Regions from separate parts of the Zea mays genome. Here regions 1 and 3 are each linked to region 2. A link is a contact called in public Hi-C data. All regions are on one chromosome and are shown on one strand. Each heading gives the region's core, a stretch centred on a gene start, on an enhancer-like site or on the middle of the called end of the contact. The rest is flanking DNA. Distances are from core to core; before and after follow the strand shown.

Region 1 (2,700 bases), core at 181-2,680, 150 kb before region 2:
TATGATCCCGTTGCAACGCACGGGCACTGAGCTAGTATATTGATTGTAAATGCTATCTGGATGAGACTAACCAGTCCGAAGATGTATCTGGTAGTGTAACAAATATATAAGACAAGTAAGGAACTAATGAGTGTGCAAGCATAAGGAAATATATGTTTTTAGTCAATATATTTGCCAAGTATGATGAGGCCTTGGCAAGAAACAATAAGCACATAGCTAGGTACGGTCCATTGGGATCGGGAATTATCACACCTTTGGAACCATGTCTACATTGTAATCTCTGCTTGCACCTAGATGTGCCGGTGGCTTGTCTTCCCCCCTAAACCTCTTCCAGAGCTGTTCACCAAAAAAAAAGATAAGGGTGATTAAAGGGATTAGAATGAGTTGCCAGCACACACAAAAAATGGAACACATTACTCAGTACATGTTCCAGTTTCAAAAAGAACCAAAATCATAGATTTATAGCTTCTTGCCTGGTTCAGGTTTAGGGAGGTGGAATCTCCTCCGTAGTAATCATTTCTATCCATGTGTAGAACCTGTAAAAGCGTCACTCAAAATTCTTCAAAATCAATTTAAAAAATCCATCATCGGTCAAGTTAACGCAGTAAGCTGACTATTGAACTTAAGCATCTTTCTCTCTCCGTTCAGTTACCCCTGTCTCGCCGCAGTGATATCAGAGGACAGAATATAGATGCCATCTATCGTCTTACAGGATGGGAACACTTCTACATCCCAGAAACAAAGAACAAACGATAGACCAAAATTCGAAGCAGTGAATCTCCCTAGAATCCAGGTTACTAGTTTGCCTCATTAAAGAATCTAACCATGCCCTGATCTTCCCAGTCCACAGAATGCAAGAAGTTGTGGCAACATTTGCAGACGATGGTTTGCATCAACTGGTTAACTCCCCGGACCAATGCCAGGAGCCAGATGCGTAGACAGCTTAGACAAGCGCCCATCCGAACGCGCCAGTCCCGGATCAGACAGGGGCCGGACCAGCACCGCCTGATCTACTACCACGACGCACCGCGGCAGACCCACCGCGCAGGCCACATGCGGCGTCCGGGTACGTGCGGGGGAGAGTGGCAGATCGGACTCGGGGACTGGGGTGAGGTCCGATTGCCGTTACCGGGAGGCGGGTGGTCGGTGCTCACCTTGAGGCCGTCGACAGAGAGGAGACCGCTGAGGATGCACTCCTTGAGCCCCGTGCCCAGAACGATCACGTCGTACTCCTCGTCCATGGCGGCGGCTCGGCAGGCCCGGGTCTCGGGAGCGAAAGCGAGCGGAGTGTCGGCGGCGCGGTGATGCGGGGACGAGGGATGCTGGAGTCGAGTTGAAGCAACGGCGTTGCAGTCTCGCAGGTGGGAGGGTAGTAGTCAAGTACTCTCAAGCGCCTGCCGTGGGGTGCGGAACACGGTGCGGACTGCGCAGTCTTGCCGTTTTGCAAACAGGTAGACAGTGTCGTGCGATAAACATCACGCGAGGGCTTCCCTAGACTGGAAATGCATGTATGCAGTTCCGAATTATCAGTATTCGCAAAACTGTTAATATACATATCCGTATTTGTATTTGATTTCAATACAAATATATTCGAATTCGATTTATAGTACTTTTCTCTGTCCGATTCTATATTCGTATTCGAAAAAACCATAAAACATCTAATACTATCCGTATCCGTAAAAAAATATATTTCATGAAACCATTTAAAACTTAACTTTATCACTAATTACTAACTAAAAATAATTTTAAGTTTAATAATATACTAGAAAAATGATATATATCATTTAAAATATTAAAAAATATTTATATGATAAAAAATAAATATATCAACCTTGTATTTCTAGTGATATTCAATAATAGAATTCAATAGGTTTCATAAACATTCAATTATAACTTTCCACTTTATCTATATAGTGAACACATCTCAACGAAGTTTCATAAGCATTCAACTATAACTCACCACTTTACAATATAAAGATAAATTTCTTCATGTTTTCATTTAAGTTTTGGTACACACATTTATATAGGACATTCCTTCATTTTAGAACGGAAAATTTGTTTTTATTGGTACATTTACTATTTTATGTCAATTCTAATTTACTTGTATTTGTACAAATGTCACTTATTAAATATCACGTGTTGTTGTTTATCTTTTGTTACATGCTTTGATAGTTTAAAAATATTATTTATATAGTTTTGTTGACTTTGATATAGAGGATCAAGAGAAATCTATTTTAATTTAAGTTTGTTTTGACTATCTATTGACTATCTATAAACTTGTACTTAAATAAAAATTCACATATATATATATATATATATATGTTAAATTTTAGGGTATGTTGTTTGAGTTGAATTGAGTAAATATTCGAATAAGAATTTGTATTCAACTATACGTTTTGTATTCGTATCCGAAGATATTCAAATTCGTATCCGAATTCGGACAAAAATATGGTAAACTGTGACATTCGTATTCGTATTCGTGCTTATTCGATCCGTTTCCACCCCTAGGCTTCTCCGAGGTTGTGCGCTTTCTCTTCGTCCCTCTGCCTTTCTAGGGTGGCTTTCTGGTTTTTATTTTAGGAAACTCTTAGATTTTTTCTTAGAAAACTCTAGTGTGACCATGGTTCACAATTCGTTTTGTATGATTCGCCAAAATTTGACTTCTGTATTTTTGTATTTTGAATTGAAATCCATTAAAAA
Region 2 (2,700 bases), core at 85-2,584:
ACCCGTTTAGGCCCGCAGCGGGTCAGGCTCAGACAGGAAAACGAGCCCGCAGGCTTAGATAACCCGGTCCAGTTTTCTAACCATGCCTGGTAGGCCGGGTCCAAAACAGGCCAGGCTTCACCGGGCCTAACCCTTGCAATTGCAACCGGTCATGCACCGTGAGGTGAAAGTGAAACTTGTGAATGCCAGTGGCACCCCACCTCTGGTTTTGCTGGAGCGTTACCCGATTTCCCTGGCCGGGAGCCAGCTCACATGTCGCTCGTCCCCACCAACCGGCTGGTTCTTTTCGTCGTCAAGGCCCAGTGGCTCCTGGATACGGCTGCTGGGCTCACTGGGCCGATCAACGAGGTGCAGCTGCTGTACACAGACGCAAACGGTTCCTGTATGAAATTTGTGCACAGACTGGTGTTTGTGAACTCCAAAGTTCTTTTCTCTGTCTTGGGGAAATCGGTGTTGAACTTATTCTATCTATCTATCTATCTATAAGAGATATGGCGCTTAAAAGGCACGAAACGAATACGTTAGCTTCACGAAAAGAGAGAAGAAAATGAGGAGTGGAGGTTTCGGAGCTCCAGAAAGGGCCAAAGTAAGTTGTTCACTGCTGTAATTTGGCGTTCTAGCTAGTCTGGGAGAAACCATCCATGCGCCATCGAGATCGATCTGTTCGCCAGGCTGCTGGGTGCAAGATTTTGGCAGGATCGCTTCAATTCGAATTCGAACCAAAGGAAGCTGAACAGGAGTTGCCGTCCCTAACAATTACTGCTATTATTGATCAACAACTGATCGACAAGAATCACGAGAAGATATATGATCACGTACGGCTGCCAGCTGCTCTCATCAAGAACGTGAAAATTAAGTAAAAGGGCACTCGTTTGCATATACAACCTCCAGTTCTCCAATTCCAGCACAACTATTAGTAACTAATATATAACCACACCTTTTACACGGCGTAGACGGCGATCAATCAGGCGGCGCCCATGCAGGCGAAGGCGCGGACGCTCCTGGCCTTGGGCAGCGGCACCCGGAGCCGCCGGTCGGGCGAGAATCCCACCTCGCCGGCCAGCTCCTCCAGCGACAGGTTCCGCCGGTGCAGCAGCGACCCCTCGGTCTCCGCCACCGCCACCGCTGCCGCCGCGTGGGCCGGGGACCGCAGCTCCTGCAGCTGCAGCCACTGCCTCCTCTGCTCGGAGTCGTCCAGGTCCACGGGCGCGGAGGAGGGGAGGGCACCTCCGGTGCGGTAGCCACGGCGGCCGCCCGCGTTGCTCCGCCGCTCCTTGATGGCCTTGTAGAGCAGCGGGACGAGGCCTTCCATCAGCGAACCGCGAAGTGTGAGGTGAACCGTGAACGGCAGGACGGCTGGGGTTGGTGGGAAATGGTTGGGTTCGGTCACTACTCACTACTAGTTTCGGTCTCGGTCCACGCGAGTTTTGGTTTGGTTGGCTGGCTCCCACTGGATCAGAGGGTTTCAGTATATATACATCTCGTTGGATATTCTCTCTTTGTACGTAGAGTGATCCAAAAAGTGCTTCGAGCAGCTTACCAAGATTGACGAAATGGGATTTAGGGGCGTGTCTGGAACTTGGGAGCGCCTCCAGCCCCAGATTCACAGTGAAAAATTACTACTGGAGGTAAAACATAACTATATATTTTGGTGAATATGAGACAGATCGTTTATCTATTTATACTAGGAGTAAAAAAAACTTTGCCAGTTATGAGCAGATTCAAGACGGACGTGACAATGAGTTCACAGCATATATATATATATATATATATATATATATATATATATATATATATATATATATATATATATATATATATATATATATATATATATATATATATATATATATATATATATATATATATATATATATATATAGAGAGAGAGAGAGAGAGAGAGAGAGAGAGAGCCCTGGGCTCTCTCTAACTATTGGAAGCCCTGACCAGCAACCGACCAGGTGTGCAGGCTTTTTGGCTCACTGTACCACCTACTTACGTCAATTATAACTACGTGTTATGCTCAATCGTGTTACGGTTTACACACTTTTTGTATGCGCATATTGTACACCGCTTCCTGTACTATCATATAAAACCGACCGCGACGACTGCTTTTGCCCGAGAGGACTAGGGTTTCAGCGACGGCGGCTGCCGAGCCCCATTCCCCGATCTGAAGCACCTCAAACCACCACTCTGCCCCAGATCCACCCAGCTACTGCCTCCTCGGCGCCCCTCGGCCAGCTAAAGGGACCTCCTCGGCGCGCTCCTTTGCCGCCACAGGCGCCACCGCGCGCCTCCATGCCTCCGCCCCAGCGCCTGCCGCGGCTGGAGCAGGAGGCGTCGTGTCGTTCTCGATCCAGGCGCCCAACGAGAAGATCGAGATGTACTCGCCGGCCTTCTATGCCGCCTGCACCGCCGGAGGAATCGCCAGCTGCGGCCTCACCCACATGGCCGTCACGCCGCTCGACCTCGTCAATTGCAACATGCAGGTGAGCGGGCAGCGGCCTAGATCTGTGTCCCCCGGTACTCCACGAGCTTTTTTTTTGGAAATCTCGTGCGGATCTGTGGTGTTTGGTTGGTTGGGAAGCCAGGAAGGTTAGCCGTGGGCTTGAGATCTCGATTTCGTCTCCGTGATCTGGATGTTGCAAATCTAGCCACATCCTTCGTGACTATGCGTGTAGATTTACTTCCTGTGTGCAT
Region 3 (2,700 bases), core at 90-2,589, 250 kb before region 2:
CACCCTTACTGCCCCTGCCGCAGCAGTGCCAATACCAACCATAGTCAAGCTTCCTCCTAGAAGCTGAGGCCATTGGTCAGGGTGGCTTGGAAAACCCAGAAATCCTAACCCTAGCTTCTATAATTGTCACCATTTTGCAAGCTACATGCTGCCACCTGTGTATGTGCAACAAATAAGGAAACCCGCTTAGGCTAATACAGAAATCAAAAAACATTGGCTTATGAAAAGCAACACAACAAAGTACAAATAGGGCATGTTTGGTTACAATGACTAATTGCTAGCTAACTAAAAATCAGCTAAAATTAGCTCTGTTGCATGACTTGCATCCAAACAGGAGAGCTAATTTTTTAGCCAAGTCTTAAACTAGTTGTTAGCCAACCAGGTAGCCAAACAGAGCTATTTTTAGCCCCAACTAGTAACTAGCCATGTGTATCCAGACAGACCTTTAGTTTGGGCAAGAATGCCCTCCCTCTCCTTAGTCCTCCCTTTAATTTGTATTACATGCTCTTCCGCCAAATTGCTAGCAAACAGTATGATTAAGTGTCACTTCCCGATTAAGCCCAGCTGCTCGCAATCCTCATCTAGAAAACTGCTCCAAGCTCAGCTCGGACTTGGTCCGCCACTATGGATCCACCTTGGGATTAAGGAGATGGGGGCCTTGTAGGTAGATGGACACTATAGATCAGTATACGACAGCAAAACGAAGCATGCATCTAATCACAGCGCGCAAGTTGCTAGCAAGCAGTACAATTAAGTGCCACTTCCTGATTAAGCACGGCTGCTCCAGTTCTGATCTAGATAACCACCCTTGCTAAAAGCTCAGACTATACTTAATTGCATCAATGGCTGGTCCGCCGCTATGGATCCATCAAGGGCTTAAGGAGCTGGGAGCCTCGTAGGTAGACGAACACTATAGATCAGCATACGACAGTAAAAGCGAAGCATGCATGTAATCGCAGCGCACGACGTCCAGATCAAAGGGGCTAGGGCACCCGATCTAGGAGCTCGTGTGCTCCAGCCGTCCAGCGACCTGTGCACTCCAAGTGATGCAAGCGACCTTGAAGCACCGGACTATTACGCGGACCCAAAATCCGAGCACGGCAGCCACGGATCTACGAGCGGCGGCTGCAGGAGAAGAGAGCGGGCGATCGACGGGCTCACCTTGAGGCCGTCGACGGAAAGGAGACCACTGAGGATGCACTCCTTGAGCCCCGTGCCAAGCACGATCACGTCGTACTCCTCATCCATGGCTGGCTGGCTGCCCGGTGGAGCGGTGGCGGCAGCGGCGAAGAGGAGGTAATGCGGCGGCCAAGAGGAGTGGAGTTGACGAAAGGAAGCGAACGGTGCGGTGCGAGAGGATGAGAGTGGTTTCTAAAAAAACTGAGAATGGATTTTGGCGTTTCCGGAAATTTGTCACCGCTCTCTAAGGGCTGGGACTCATTTTCGTGAGGCTCTGTTCCATTGTTCCGGATTAGAGTCCCGGATTAATTCCTAGCCGGATTACTTCTCTAATTTATATAGATTTTGATGAGCTGGAATAAATCCTGGCTCATTCCGGTACAACCGAACAGGCCCTGCGGGTTTTTCATTTCTCCAAGCAAAATTAGTTTATTTTTTCTTAAAAAAATTGGAAATTCTATAGAAAAATAGAGATGTCAAACTAGCCCTAAGATAGTGTTTGGTTTCAAACTATAGTAGAATGAAAATGCTCTGTTCTAAGTACTTAAGACTGCTTGATTCAAATCAAAGTGGAACAGAGCCGCTCTAATATAGGAATATTCTCTCAAGATGCTAGATCTCTGGGCTCCAAAAAATAGTCGGACCTGAGCGCTCAAGCGCTCGAGACGCCTTTCACGGCTTCTTGTGCCAGTGTTATATATATATATATATATATATATATATATATATATATATATATATATATATATATATATATATATATATATATATATATATATATATATATATATATATATATATATATATATATAATTTAATATTTGACAAGAACGCAGGGTGCCAAACGTAATATATATATATGGTTATATTTAATATAATTATATTTGATATATATAATAATATGGTGCCAAATATAGGATAGAGTCTTCACACTAGAACTAAACAGAAAAACAGAGCGGCACTGTTCTGATTGCCAAACATGAATGAAGTCATTCCATACTCAGAATCTGGAAAAGAGTCATTTCGTCCAAATAGACTCAGGAACTAAACACTGCCTAAAATAGGTTATGTTATACTCCCTCTGTTTTTGTACTTAACGTTTTCTATCAAAAATAAACTATCCAACGTTAAATATTTAAAAATAGATCAATATAGTGGTTTATCTTTTATTAAAATATCTGAACTGGTAATTTTTATGACTAACGAGTGGACTTCATCCGGTGATACGATTGAGAATTGACTTGAGAAGCCTAGTCAGTAGTCACTGTTGAAGTCATGGGCTTAAGGCCATCTTAAGCAGACCGTACATATAGTCATGCAAAATACTATTTGTATTGTAGAGTGCACTATTTAACTATTTACTGAGTAAAGTTTGAGATAGAAGATGTGATGGAAGGTGGGATAGGAAAGCTAGTCTAAGTAATCTAGATCGAGAGGAGGCTCCATCATTCTCCAGATCAGAAGGGAGACCTAGTCGTTGCCCGCTGGTCTACCCACCGTCGTCGTCGACCCTTCCCCCAT

Evidence for each region. Hi-C and Micro-C count contacts between places; a contact is called where the count stands out from the background.
Region 1: a contact with region 2 is called in a Hi-C map of tassel, with 2.1 times the contacts expected there. The contact joins the promoter of LOC100284832 here to the promoter of LOC100278204 in region 2. A contact is called at or near these places in 3 of 25 Hi-C or Micro-C datasets (ear, endosperm and tassel).
Region 3: a contact with region 2 is called in a Hi-C map of ear, with 3 times the contacts expected there. The contact joins the promoter of LOC100501867 here to the promoter of LOC100278204 in region 2. A contact is called at or near these places in 5 of 25 Hi-C or Micro-C datasets (ear, endosperm, leaf and 1 more).

Annotation. Positions count from the first base shown.
Region 1 is chr8:106,120,238-106,122,937 of Zm-B73-REFERENCE-NAM-5.0, forward strand. It overlaps LOC100284832, which reads right to left and starts at 1,431. Exons shown (of 13, transcript NM_001157727.2): 1 at 1,155-1,431; 2 at 474-536; 3 at 253-336. The coding sequence starts at 1,241.
Region 2 is chr8:106,266,252-106,268,951 of Zm-B73-REFERENCE-NAM-5.0, forward strand. LOC100278204 reads right to left here and starts at 1,335. Exons shown (of 1, transcript NM_001151557.1): 1 at 838-1,335. The coding sequence starts at 1,312. The coding sequence ends at 965.
Region 3 is chr8:106,014,107-106,016,806 of Zm-B73-REFERENCE-NAM-5.0, forward strand. It overlaps LOC100501867 (Rab GDP dissociation inhibitor alpha), which reads right to left and starts at 1,340. Exons shown (of 13, transcript NM_001196508.1): 1 at 1,162-1,340. The coding sequence starts at 1,248.